Regions from separate parts of the Anser cygnoides genome. Here region 1 is linked to region 2. Evidence: chromatin contacts called from public Hi-C data. All regions are on one chromosome and are shown on one strand. Each heading gives the region's core, a stretch centred on a gene start, on an enhancer-like site or on the middle of the called end of the contact. The rest is flanking DNA. Distances are from core to core; before and after follow the strand shown.

Region 1 (7,269 bases), core at 2,729-5,228, 320 kb before region 2:
AGGACATCCCCCTCCTCCCCCAATCACCACCTTTTTCTGTCTCAAATGTCTTCCTGCTGTGTCTTCTGATGTCCCTAGTTCTCTCCTGCTCTGCTGCTGTCAGTTAAGTGTAAGCTCTGGATGCTGCTATGCTCCCTGCAGCAGTTTAACTGGTACATGATCCAACCCACTTTTCTCATCAGCATTTTTGTCACACCAGAAACTACAGTAGCTTGAACAATTTTTAGAGGAAAAAAATGTCTACAAGCAAACCACAGATCCCATTTCTGTGGCAGGCAAGTTGGTTATCCTTTGAATGACTTATTTTAAAATGACTTCCTGGGCCTGCTCTGGTGGAAGAAAATGTAACCTCCTTCCTTTTCAGTAGGCCTGCTGCATGCACAATATGCAAATGCTACGTGACTACTGTAGTGTGATCCTAGCTAGGACACCAAACTGTGATCATTTTCACCACTGCAGGTAACGTGAGATTAGGAGAGCCCACTGACAGACATAGCAATGATGGCTCAGGAGCAGCTCGGGATAAGAGCTGCACCTCAGGGTTACAGGAATACCACTGAGCTCAAACCCAGCTCCGTCTGCCTCAGCCACCCCAGTTTCACTTGGGAACCTCTCTTCTTCTCAGCTGTGCTGATGTGTCTCTGTCGGGGGTGGTGTGGCTTTTCCTTTAAGCTGTAGAGGAGAATCTCTGTTTGGGAGGCCCTGGGAGCCAAATGTTTGGGACCCCTGGGGAGGTGGTCCAGGCTTCTCTGCTCCGGGAGGTGGAAACATCCTTCTTTTCACAGGGCTTGCTGGTGTTGCAATAGCGCCAGTATCCAGGCATCACTACAGCTGCAGGAGCAAGAGGCAGCAGCTTGCCTGAACGACCATTTCCTGCCTCCTCTCTGGGGAATAAGGAATGGGAAACGATGCAATCTGCTGATTGAATCTGACCTCGGGGTCATTAACCCACCCAAATTTAGTCTGTACCTTTCCTCCCTTGAACCAGGTCCAGTCTTCTGCGCTCCCAAAAAGGAATTATACAGTAGCCTTAGCAGTGCTACTCCATTAGCCTGTTATGCCGGTGATTAAACAACAAAACAGAACAGAAAAAACACTGCCTGCTACCATCATTCTTTTTGTTGTTTTTGTCTTTATTTTTCTGTACATATCCTGGCTTTCCTGTGCTGGTCATCTCATGTGAAAGGAAGCAGGGATGGAGGGGTGCTCGCAGTATCCAGCAGCATGCTGCAGGCAGGCAGGCCTGGAAGGAGCACATCGCTTCTGCGGCTGGTGCACACTGAGAGGCCTACGGTTGTCTGGCAGGAGCCAGGGAAGCAAGGTCCGTGCTTCAAATACTGTTTCAGAGAGAAATGAGGTAATGAAACTGCTCCTGCTTCATGTATGAGCTGTCATAGATACGAAAATGTACATTTTTGCAGAGCAAGTGAATAATGATCGAAGAGAAGGTATCTTTTTTTTGGAAGTTTTAGTCAAACACAGGGCGTTAGACTCAATACAGCAGTAACTGCATGAAATTACATATCCTTTCTTATGCAGACCTAATAATCTGATTTTTCCCTCCTGGGTATTAGAAAAGACGTGAACTTCTGAATTCCTTATTTTTTTTGTTTTTGTTTTGTTTTTGTTTTCTGCCCAATATTCCTCAGTCGGAAGTAAGCTTGCTTATGTGCAGCAAGCAAAAAATGCAGTTTTTATGCTGAGCTATGAGGAAAGACTGTCAGGGAGGAAGAAGTCAGCAGGTATTCTGCAGAGAAAGGAAAAGGATGCAGATCCAGTGAAGAAAAGGGAACAGAGGACCATCAACAAACAGGTATAGAGCTCTCTTTCTATACACATATATGCCCAGGTAAGGTTTGACTGGCAGTGCTGTGCGTTAAAAGCACACAGCTTCTTTTACTAATATACCCTATATTTACTGTTTGTTTATTTTCTTTAAAGAATGTCCCTATTTGCTTCATGTAGTTAAACAACAAAAAGGAAAGGCAGCAATTTTGTAGCTATATCTGTAGTAATTGTATCTATGTTGGTAAAATAATCACTAAAATTATTCAGAGAGCTGGTTGTTGCTGTAGGGAATCATAAAATTGTTTCACAAGTCGCAACAATTTCAAACTGCTAGTCATATTTCTTTTGAAGACCAGGGCATGTGTAGTCCCTGAGATGCACAGAGCAACAGCACAGCATTTTACCAGGAAAATTAAGTCATCTTCTTGGATTTGTGCTGTTGCTCTCATTGAATGCATTTCAGGCGTCTTAAATAGGCATAAATGACTTTGATCTTCCAGATCCGTCACTCACTTGTAGAGTGCCTGAAATATGAGGTTTATGCAGTAATCCACCCCTTCAGGATGCAGGACGACCAATCACAGTCCTGCTGCAGTGAAAATGATCTTCTCATTGAAACTGTGCATCGCTACCAGAAGCAAGCCTAAGTATTTCCAGAGCTGTCTAGCCTCTTCCTCTCTTCTCATCCAATAAGCTTCTTTCTGTCCTTATTTTTATAGGCGCAATTAGGCAGCTCACGTGCTGTGTTTCTATAACGCGTCTGTTACACATAACAAAAATGCTCAACGGCACAGTGCAACAAGCAAAACACCGCTATTTGTGGTTTTTTCTTTGATCCTGGGGAAGGAGGCATACTTCTGGTTTCCTTCAGTCTAGCATAAGCCCAGATTCTTGCCTTTCCCCTCACAAGGCATTTGCTAAACAACCTGTAACAAGGGCATCACCTTAGAACAGGTGACATCCCTGTGGAGACAAGGTGGGGGAGTGCAGAAGAGACAGATGAGCTCTGGATCAGAGTTTATCCTTCACCAGGGTTTAAAGCGATCCGGCCTTGGCGATCTCTTTCCCAGGCAGCAGGAAACGAGGGCTGACTTGATGGTTACAACCACTCCCTTTACAACGTCGATCTTTTTTTTTTTAAAGAAACACACAAGAAGGAGAACTCCTGTGGGGCAAGGCCAGAGGGTGCATCTGCTGAAGGACGAGGACCTATTGAGGGGGGCCAGCATCGAGACCCTGAGACCTCGTTGCCGTAGGTGGTTCTGCATGGCTCCTGCGCTGAGTGATGCTGGCCGGAGAGGCCACGTCCACGGAGCACCACGTCCTGCGGGACCTCACGGTGGACGAGCGCAGGCTGCAAACATCTTCGCTTGGTGCTGTAGCCGTGTTGCAATGCTTCCTCTTGGCGCCCAGGGTTTAAGGCGACAGCCAGCACCAGCGCAGCCAAACTGTGGAAAAGGAGATGGATCACCCATGCGAGAGGCCTCCTGCGAGCCACTGCCAAGGACCGTGCAGCTCAGCCCTCGTGCCGCTGGCGCAGTTATTTATTTACCTGCGCTCAGGTCGTGCCCGGGCTGTCACCACGGCCCCCTGAGCCCCTCAGTACGGCCAAGGCCTCAACGGCGACCCCCCTCAGGCCCCAGACCCTCCCTGGAGGCAGAAGGAGGCGGAGAGCAGGGACCAGAGCGGAGCCTGGGGGCTGGAGGCCCTCGGGGGCCGCACCATGGCCGCTCTCCCCGGGGGCCGTGGATGCGGGTGGGAGCGGCGGCGGCCGGCAGGTGGCCCCCGTGGCCGCCCTCCCCTCACCCAGGGGGGCTGGGGGGGGCTGCATTTCCCTGCCTTCCCCTGCCCTGCCGGCCGTGGGCGCCACGGCTCCCCTCTTGGGAGGTGCGGAGGCCGGGGGAGGGCACCCTCCCTCCCTCCATCCATCCCTCCCTCCTTCTCCATCTCCCTGCCTGCCGCGGCGGCGGCGAGGGGGAAGGAGGGCGGGCAGCCCCCGCCCGGCTCCCTCCTTCTCCTCCCTCCTTCCCTCCCTCCCTGCCTGCCAGCCTCGGGGCTGGCTTCCTCCCCGGGAAATGCCCCTCCCGGCCGATCTCTGAACATCCCCCCCCCCCCCCCTTTTCCCTCCGCCCTCGCACGGCACCCCGGCGCGGGGCCGGCCCCCCCCCCCCCCTTCCTCCTCCTCCTCCTCCTCCTCCTCCTCCCCCGCCCCGCGGCTCGCATGCTCGCCCGGCCCTGCGGAGGGGCGGCCAGCCGCTGAAGCAGCCCCGCCGCCCGGCATGGCCGAGGAGAGCTCCGAGCTCCCCCGGGAGCTGATAGGTGAGGGCCGGGGCCTGCCGGGCGGGGGGCACCGGGGGGGCTCGGGGGGGGCTGCGGGCTCCCCGGGGGACGGGAGGGCCGGGGGGCGAGGCCCCGCTGCTGCCTGCGGGGACCCGCGCCGTGGGGGGCTCCGGGGGCGCTCTGCAGCGGGGGTGCAGGGTATTGGGGGTCTTGGGGTGCCCCCGGGGCACGGACACGCGTGGGGAAGGGCCGGCAGCAGCCCTGCTGTCAGCCGGGGCCGAGGCTCCGAGCTGCGCCCTGGGGGAGTTTACATGATGTGTTTTTTTTTTTTCCCCCCTCCCACCCCACTGGGCTTGTTTAAAACTCTTTTTTTTTTTCGTGTGTGCGCACGTCTGAGAGGCTATTTGTAATTAAAGTTTCATGGCTGCGTGCGGTGACCCCCCCTGCCCCCCCCCCCCCCCCCCCCCATGTTCCACGGTCTCCGCTTAAGCAACGCTGGCTGATGGCGAGGACCTCCTGAAAATGCTGTCATCGCTGCTTGGGAGCTTTCAGTAAACGGTGGTACGGGCTGCTGGCAACCGGTGTCATTTGGGGATAACAGGTCTGATGCTTTAGGATCCAGCTGCCCTGCTCAGGCCGGGCGTCCTCTGCTTTTAGATACCGGGTTGCCTGTTGAAGGGCAATACGAAGCTCTCACCTACGCTGGAATTAATTTAAAGTATTGCCTTAGTGACAGATGGAAACAGGTTTGTCATGCAGCCAGGTACATGTTGCACTGAATACAGTTCTTACAAACATCACCTAGTTCATTTACACTGTTGCTTTGCCTTTGATTGCTTCAGGCAGTGCTTTTGCTGGGAATTAGTTTTAATGTTTATAAAATATCGGAAAAAATCTGGATGGCAAGTTGCATTTGTCACAGATTTTTTTTTCCTCTATATAGAAAAAAAATGCTTTATTTTGTGCTCTTTCAACATGTAAACCATGGGGGTTACTAGCGTTAGCGTATAGCCTGGCTACTGAGAAGTGATGAGCTATGGTCAAAGCTGATTTTTTTCTTCTTTTTAATACATTTGAGATACTAATACACGATAGTAAGTGTTGTGCATCTGCACTGTACCCTACTATACCGTAGGTGGGGTGTAGTGCATGTTAAGGAGAAAGGCAAAGCTGAACATCCCAACGCATCCCATCCTCTGGTGGCTTTGGACAATTTTAAGAAATGCCTCCCCCCCACCCCAATCCTGGCGCCCTGTGCCCACCCACCGCACTCTGTCAGAGCCCTCTGGGGGCTTGTGGGCCCGTTCAAGTGGGTTGGTTTGATTTCTCCCAGCGTTTTGGCATCTGCATGTTAAAATGTAACCTGATAAACAGACTTTTTGGAATAACCCTATGCTTTGGGAACAGGACGGAAGGATGTGCCTCAAACCGTAGTGATTACAGCGTGGAGATTAAACCGGGAGTGAGAATGGCAGAACTGCAGGTTTTTGTTGTTACTCACTTCCTGCATGACCTTTGCTAGGTCAGGAGGTTTGTAGTCTTAAAAAAATAAAAAAAATAAAAAAAAATCCCTATATTAATGTTGGCTTACCTGGATCTGCACCCCAAAGGTGCTGGTGTTTGAATGTAGGCACTCATAGCCACAGGTATTAAAAATGAGTACGTGAAAATTAGAGCCATAACTTTGTGCTCCTTAATCTGACAAACTACTTTGCAAGTCTATCTGCCGCCAGTGTGTGCGGAGGAGCCCTCAGTCACACGGGAGAAACCCGTGAAGCTGAAATCTTAATTTTGTACAGAAACGTCCCCAGCCCTTCCAGGCAGGTGCAGCCATAGAGCGAGCTGGCGTCCTGGTGCCTGGCCGAGCCACAGGTCCCAGGCCTCTCCCCAGCCACGCCAGGGCTGCCGACCTGCGGTCCTTTTCATCGCTGCTGCGTGGCACCTGTGGTGCCACGGTGAGGGAAGCGGGACTTGCTCCCCGGAGGAGGAAATCCCCTGCTTGCCAGAGAGGAGAAACCAAAAGGCAGAGGCTGGGGGCGGAGGTACAGGAGCAGTGACCGCTGCAGCACCTTTCCTTCCGTGAGGAGAGCGGGCTTTCCTTTATGAAAAGGGCTGTGTGGTCAGCTTGCTCCTCAGCTCCCACCCAGGGGCTGACAGAGCAGGACCGGGCGTTATTCGTGCAAGAGGAAGCCTTGGAAAAACAGCTCGCCTCGGGAGGGAGGACGGGGCTGGACTTTCCCCCGGGCCCTGCTTACCTGGCTGCTCGGGGAGCTGGCTGCCTGGCTCCCTACCAAGCAGTTGCCCTGGGAGCCGGGCGCGCTGGCAGCCTGCCACAGGGCTGCCACCGCTCGGGGCGGCCTTCGCCGGGCTCGCTCGCTGCTGCCCAGGAGCTTTTGTTTCCTGAGAGGAAAATTGAAATTCCTGGGGAAAAAAAAAAATAAAAAAAAAATTCCGATTTTGCAGAAGGAACGCTTTCTGGCGGAGAGTCGCACTGACCGGGCGTATTTGTGACCCGCGCGCCCTTCTGCCTTGCAGGCAGAGCTCCTAGGCTGGAGAAATGATGCGTTGCCTGAACGAACGCGTTCAGGCGAACAGATGAAAATTGTGTGGAAAAAGTAGTATTCTGTAATTAAAAGCCTTACGAAGAGCCTATTATCTTCGGTTTTAGCCTTTAAACTTTAGTCTGCACAAGGGCGAAGTGTGTGCGTCTGGGGAGGGTGGAGACTTGCCATTTAAAGGTTCCAGTAGTGGTGCGGGAAATAGGTTAATGTGTTTAAAAGATTTCTTCCTCAGCCCTTGTCTGGGAGGGCTGGGGAGCAAAATGTGCGGAAGGTGCCAAATTGGCTCATCCAGATGAGTTCCTCTGTTTATCTACCGCTTACATCAGTTGTATAAGCTTTCTGACACGATTCCATGTGTATACGTTCCCTTCAGGACAGGGTTCAAGCCTTTAGGGAAAAGGCTGGTTCACTTGGTGCTTGGCAGAGACTGTCTGTGTGTGTGTATGCCTGTACATAGAAAAAAAATTATGGCAATTAATGCAACTTTGGCACTGTGAGGTGCCTACAGTGACTTGGGCTGAGACCAGCACTGCCTTCCACAGCATCCGCTGCATAGCTGTCAGGTGTTAGTGTCTTGAAGTCTGAGCGGTTGGCTTTGCATCTTGAATGTGCAAGTACAAAATGTGTAAACTCTAGGTTT
Region 2 (6,383 bases), core at 1,348-3,847:
CCCTTTGTTGCCTGTGTAGGGAGCAAGTGGTAGAGCTGTGAGTTGCTCGATCTTCTGAGTGAATAGAGGAGAAATTGTGTGTTTGTTACAGGTCAGAAATTGAGTGAAATAAAATAATTAAAGGGTGGCATTTTAATAACTTCAAATGGTACGGTTCTTAATGCTGAGTAGCCAAAGATACGGTATGTAATTACAGGCTGGAGAGTGGTGGTGGTTGTTTTTTTGGGGTGATATTTTTCCCTAAGCATCTTAGAAAAGGATCAATGGCTCTCTCACTCTGATAGCACCAGCTGAGCGAAAACAGTTTTTTTTTGTGGCCGCTGGGTGTTACTGGGTGCACAGGGATACAAGGCTAAATCTGTCAGGCTCTGCGAGTAGGAAAAGTGCTTACAGGTGCCCAGTGAGGGAAGCCCCACGGATAACACCTCCACAGCAGCACCGTGTGTCCTCCCTGCTGCCTTGGGATGAACGTGATGGTGGCTGAGATGCACAAGGGAAACGCCATTTCCCACCCAGCCCCCCTGCAGGGAAAGGGAAATGTTAACTAATACTTGAAAAAATAAAAGGACGACAAGGCCGCAGCTCAAAACCTGCAAATTTCTATTGCTGCGATAATGTATCCCTGGCATAATGGGGTTTGTGGAAGGAAACAAGGAGAGAGGGGCCCTTTCTGTCGCATTTTAGAGTGGAAGTTGCACGTGAAGCTTAAGTAGAAAGAAGACCCTGACGCTTTTTTCCCTTTAAATGAAGATTTGTACCGGGGACATTGCCCCAAGAAGGAAAAGGCAACCCAGATAAGTCACTCTGGTAAAGATAAATGTCTTACCTGAGGAGAATGCATCTCGGACATGAAGACAGCAGACTTGATGAAACAACTTAAAATCCTCACAACCAAGTGGCTGACCAGTAGTGATACACTTCACAACTAACTACACACGTAAAATTCGGAGCCTGAGAGCTGGTTTTTGGCTGCCTAAGGGAGCTGTCTGCTGGGTTTGAATGTTGTGAGGGTGAGGATCGCTCTGGGAGGTACAGGCCTGGACACTTGCTTACATTTGGCAGCATCCTCATCCTCCTGAGGTCTCTCTTGTGTCATGGGGCAAGCTCGTAGGTCAAGGAACAGCTCCTGCTCCTTTGGAGCTGTGCAGCTAGTCAAAAATAGGGAGCCTCCTCCTGAGGAGGAAGGAGGTTCAGCAAGGGAACAGTGGCCTCTGATGACAAGCAGAGGGAAGTGCAGGAGGCCACGCCAGCAGTGCAGATCAAATTCCCAAGGGGCTGTCCTCATCCTTCAGGCAAGTGGCCTAAAAATGTTTCTCACACGTGTCTGACACTGTAAAGAGAGCCTGAATCTAACGCAATGGTTTTTTTGCTTGCTATAACACGTAAGATCCAGGAACAAACAACGTTCACCTTCTTGAAAGAGAGCAGAATATTCTGAGCTTATAAACAAATTGGGAAGAGAGACACATTTGTGTTCCTCAGATTTTAATCCTGATCAGATAACAAATGCTTCCTCCATAGGAAAGCAAATTTATCTTTTTAGTACTGAATCACAGTAGAAGATTGCCTTTTGAAAAACTGCACCTCACTTTATTTAGTAGGACCTATACTAGGGTAGGATGTTCTCAAGTTTTCTTTCTAGCAAAGTTATTTGGTGAAATTTGTTTTGAGAAGTGTCATTGAGTTTACAGTCTGCGAAGTCCTTGGAAGGCTTTGTTTTAGAAACTCATGCATTAAGATAACATGCTCTCATGTTAATGTGAACTCGTCCCTTTTGATCTTGTTTGTGCTTCCGAAGCACTGCTGATTGTCATAGATTACCTAAATGTTACGGTTTATAGTTTGTCTTCTGAAGGGTGATGAGATTATGTCCGGCTCCTTGTGATACAGTGGTAGAGAGAGGAATGAGTGGGGGGTGTGTGTGTGTGTGTGTGCATACACGGCGTGCTTCTGTTCCTTGACTTCTAAGGGCATGCCAGCTACAACTGTTTTACCTGCAGCGTGTGTTTTGGATTGGCTCACCACCCAGAGGTTGCTGGCAGCAGCTAGATTTTTTTCAATGCTCCCGTAACACACAAAACGCAACGTTAGCATTCAGACACCCTTATTTCCCCCCCCCCCCCCCCCATTAAACGCTCCTCGCTGAGTGATGTTGGCAGGAGGACCCCCTCCGCCCCCCCGCCCCAAGCCATAGTTCACTTCGTGTCTGTTTCCTCCTGACTCCCTCTGCATGCGGTCAGCCTTGCAGGTCGCGAACGCGAGACTGCCAGCTGATGTGTTGTCCGATGGCTTTCGCAAGCGCTTCTGGTTTTGATCTTTCTGAGGAAGGAGACACCGAAAGCAACTCGTGTAAAGTACGGAGGGTGTTTGTAGCAGAGACATGGAAAGGTAGAAGGGTTAAATGTGACACGTTCCCTCGAAACGGTTTTGTGCTGCTAATTTGAATGCTCAGTAATAGAGATCTGCTGGATTGAGGGGTTACCCTTCACTAATAATGACTCATTGGCCTCCTTCCCAAGCTGCCTGAAGTGCTGCTCTCCCTAGTGGAAGTAATTTTGTCTTTGAAGTACTTTCCAGAGCTGTCAACTAATGTTCCACAGTTCCCAGAGGAAATAATAAGCCATGAGTGCATGTACACTGAAAAAGTAGAGGCTGAAATGAACTGTTCCTATAGGAGCCTGGCAGTCTGCTTCTCTGTGGAATTTAGCTTGTTTATACAATCTTATCTGGCTAAGCTTTGGTATTTCATCTGGCAGGCAATTCCTATGAAAAGCAGCTGTCCAAGCAATGGGAGTGGTGCTCCTGGTGGCTTTTTCAGAAGGTCTATAATTTCTTGTTTCATGTAAATTAAAGAAACACAATACTCTTTTGGCTGCAACCAGATGCTCTGAGCAGTTTGCTTTCCCTTATGAATAGTCCTTTAGGTATGCTGTGCTGTGGTGTGCTCTGTGACTTAACGACAGGATTCACGATGCCCACCAGGAAGGTATCATGTATTTTGGAAAGTCACAGGCTGACTACTGAATTGTCGAAGGGTATTTTCCTCAAAGATGTTAGCATCTATAACTCTGTAGATATGTTTTTAAAAGAAATTCTGATAGTAAAACATCCGTGCCTGGAAGTGAAAACCTCCTTCAATGAGTTTTACTGCTTCTGGACAAGTGGAGGTAGTTCCACCAATTAAAACAAAACAAAAAAAACCCCAGTGGTATCAAGAAATGAAGACAGCTGTAGCATGAATCTTCTCTAACAGAAAGGTTCTGATGGGTAAGTAGGTAGTGACAACTATTTATAAGAAAAGGGGGGAAATAAAAAAGCACAAATATTAAACAGGAAGGATGCAGCCGGAATACTTAAGGTTTTATATAACTTACTGTCAGAAAATAAAATGTACTGAAAAATGAAGCTTCTAGGGAGAAGAGGTGGAATCATCCTCCAGAAGAAGTGGAGGTGTTTTTTTGTGCAGCCTTGGGTTGTGGTTTCATGTATGACAGAACCGGAGGGCTGAGGATTCCTCCAGTTGTGGTAAATGTTCTTGTTTGCTTCTTCCTACAGGAACAGTATTTTCAGCAGGAAGCAAATTACGGACATAAGTAAAATTCAGGTCCAAGTCTTCCAGAGTTCGGTAGTTATCCATGATTATCCATCCAGTTCATAGCACATCTTGGTGTGAAAGCACTGCATTTTCTGTGAGGAAGTGCTCCATGCAGTCTGCCCCGTTCTAAGAAACGAAGACCATATTCAGCAACTAAAAGGCTAACTCTTCTGGTTGTTTTTTTTTTCTGTTTTTACTCTGACCTCATTCAAGACACAGGAATACATGACACCCTGTAAAATGGAAGGCTTTAAGTTCTTTCTGTTCAGATGCGCCATTTGATGGCACATCTCCTGCCAGTATGCGTACAGATTTATGTGGGCTTTTTGCTCTGCAGCAGCAGGAGAATTTGATACTGCAACAAGTGAAACATGAAAAACGAGCTCTGTCTGGTTCATATAGTTTATACTTGTCTTCGCTGAGATCAAACGGACCATTTTATTAGGGAAAAATGGCACTCCTGCCTGGAATCCTACGTGGCGAGGAAACTCAAAACCTAGTAACTGACCTTCATTAGAAGTGTGTCACTGTAAATTATGCTATGATACGGTTCCGTTTCGGTCTTACACATACCACCTGAATGGTTCATAACTAGAAAAAGGTGATAGACCACTGTGTGACCACCCTGTAGCTGTTAGAAGGCAGTGATGCTGGCTGACTTCTCCCAGTTCCCTGGGGAGCAAGGACATTTTTCTTTCGTTGTGCTTGGCATTGACGACGACTTTCTGCTGCCACAGCAACAGCTGATGTTAAACTTCGGTAGAGATGCTTGGCTTTACAGCATGGCAGCATGGAGAGGGGCAGTTTTGTTCCAGCAGGTCATCTTGAATGCAAGTAATGCAACAATACCTGTACTGTCAGGGAGCATGCATTCCGTACTTAAACTTCTAGAAAACAATTGGTATGTTTTCTTAAAAGCTCTCCACGTTAAGTACCATTTCTCCAATTGATAGTAGGTTTTAACAGTTCTACCTGTTAAAACTGGGCCTTCATCTTTTTATATGTAATCCTGTTTAGGATCAGAGCTGGAAACTAATGACTGACGATGTTCTAAAAACAAAAAAAAAAACGATCATCAACCGGACATAAACATAACTTTTTAACCTGCTCCAGACCTGAAAAACTGAATCCAAAAAATGGTCAGTGGTCCAACGCTGAAATTAGCCCATATGACTTGCAGTCTCTGCTTCTGCCTGGTTCGTGTTTGGAGGAAAAAGATAACATTTTTGTGGTAAGCTGGGCTCTTTCTTATTAAAGGAGGTGGCTGTTTTGAAGCTGCTCAGAGGTTAGGAATGCTGGCAGTCATCTGGGGAGACAGATTAGTGGGCTGAGCGCAGGTGAGGAGGTCACAGAAGCAAAACAAGGACCTCTTTTGTGCCATTGCCCTCGTGATTGTTCAGCCAAAGGAAGCTGCTTCAGAGATGAGCCACCTGTGTGTGTCAGGAGGACCATCGTGCCTCTCTGGCTTACCTGTGACATCCATTCTTTGTCACGACAAACCTGCATGCTGTGAGAATCAACACGCTGGGTAGTTCTTGTTAGTTTAAGGGGAACAAACCTGACAACAAGACCTTCCCAGGTGAACTATTTGATAAAACGTTTGCAAGTCAGTCTTAAGAGTCATCCAGTATTAATAGTCTAACATAAACAGAGTGGGAGAGAAGAGCAACCTAGGTACTTTCAGGGGAGAGACGGATCACTAGGGCTTTTTACTTGCAGTGCAATGAACTGCACTCGCTGATCTAATTTGCTGAGCCTTAAACACTTGCAGCTTTTGTTTTGAGTTTAGTTTTCTGTTACTGCAAGAGACAGTGTGAAACGCAAATTCACATGTAATTTTAATTCTACCATCTTAAGCTAAAAGTCTTAGGGCAAAGGCTGCCTCTGTTTTCAAGGTACAGAGCTACTGTTCAACAGTGCAATATGTATTTCAGGTGAAGAAGAATTTCAGTTCTAAATGTGAGCCCTTAAGTTGTTTTCATAGCCTTGTCACAGAAACCTGTCAGTGAGCTGTGAGAACACAGGGTGCAGTGTTGGAGGCAACGGTGATGAAAGACATCTCAGGCGGACCCATACTTTGTAAGAAAAAATGTTTGTTGCCAGCCTTCAAAATCGTCCGTCAAAACTTAATTGAAGTTTCACCTCCAGACGAATGTGGATGGTGGCCCTGTTGGTGAGGGGGTAGGAATACTGCCTGGCTCTGGCTGCTGTAGGTGGGCTGTACGTTCAAAAGAACTGGTGCTACGCTGATGAGGGTTAGCTGCAAGGACACAGGGAGCACAGCAGGGCCCGCACGCTTGGTAGAGCTCTGAACAATCTTTAGAGCAGAGGGGAGAGGTAGGTGTGTCCCTGAACGCTACAAAGTCATCCAGGAAGCTTTTCCTTCAGGATGACCTTCTAGAGGCCTTTTGGTGTCTTCAACATTGGTGTAGCCAGTGCAAAGAAGTTCCGGGAGAATGCAGAGATGGTCTTTCTGCAGTCTTTAAACATTTTTTCCATCCCAAAGGACTACTGTAGGATCACAGAATGATTTAGTCTGGAAGGGACCTCTAGAGGCCAGTCGATCCAACACCCTGCTGAAAGCAGGCTCGGTTAGATCAGGCTGTGGTTTAGCCCTTTTTTTTCTGTGTTCTGTAAGAGGGTGCAACGTGATGCCACATAATTGAGAACTGTCAATGATACGCCTCGAAAGCTGACTTGAAGATGAGACCTTGCAAGAAGAATGTAATTATAGGCTTGTTTTTTGCTAACACGTTTTTTTCAACCTTTATCGGATAGAGAGATTATT

What was found. Hi-C and Micro-C count contacts between places; a contact is called where the count stands out from the background.
Region 1: a Hi-C map of granulosa cells shows a contact between it and region 2, with 3 times the contacts expected there. The contact joins the promoter of CARMIL1 here to the enhancer-like site in region 2. A contact is called at or near these places in 4 of 7 Hi-C or Micro-C datasets (granulosa cells and liver).

What each region holds. Positions count from the first base shown.
Region 1 is chr2:100,096,214-100,103,482 of Taihu_goose_T2T_genome, reverse strand. CARMIL1 (capping protein regulator and myosin 1 linker 1) reads left to right here and starts at 3,978. Exons shown (of 37, transcript XM_066992706.1): 1 at 3,978-4,107. The coding sequence starts at 4,068.
Region 2 is chr2:99,779,790-99,786,172 of Taihu_goose_T2T_genome, reverse strand. All of the region lies in intron 2 of PARD6G (par-6 family cell polarity regulator gamma), which reads left to right. Among named protein-coding and RNA genes, the nearest start is that of BLOC1S4, 8.1 kb to the right of the region's middle. Within about 2 kb of position 2,597, at least 2 of the 3 cell types and tissues checked have open chromatin away from gene starts, as enhancers often do.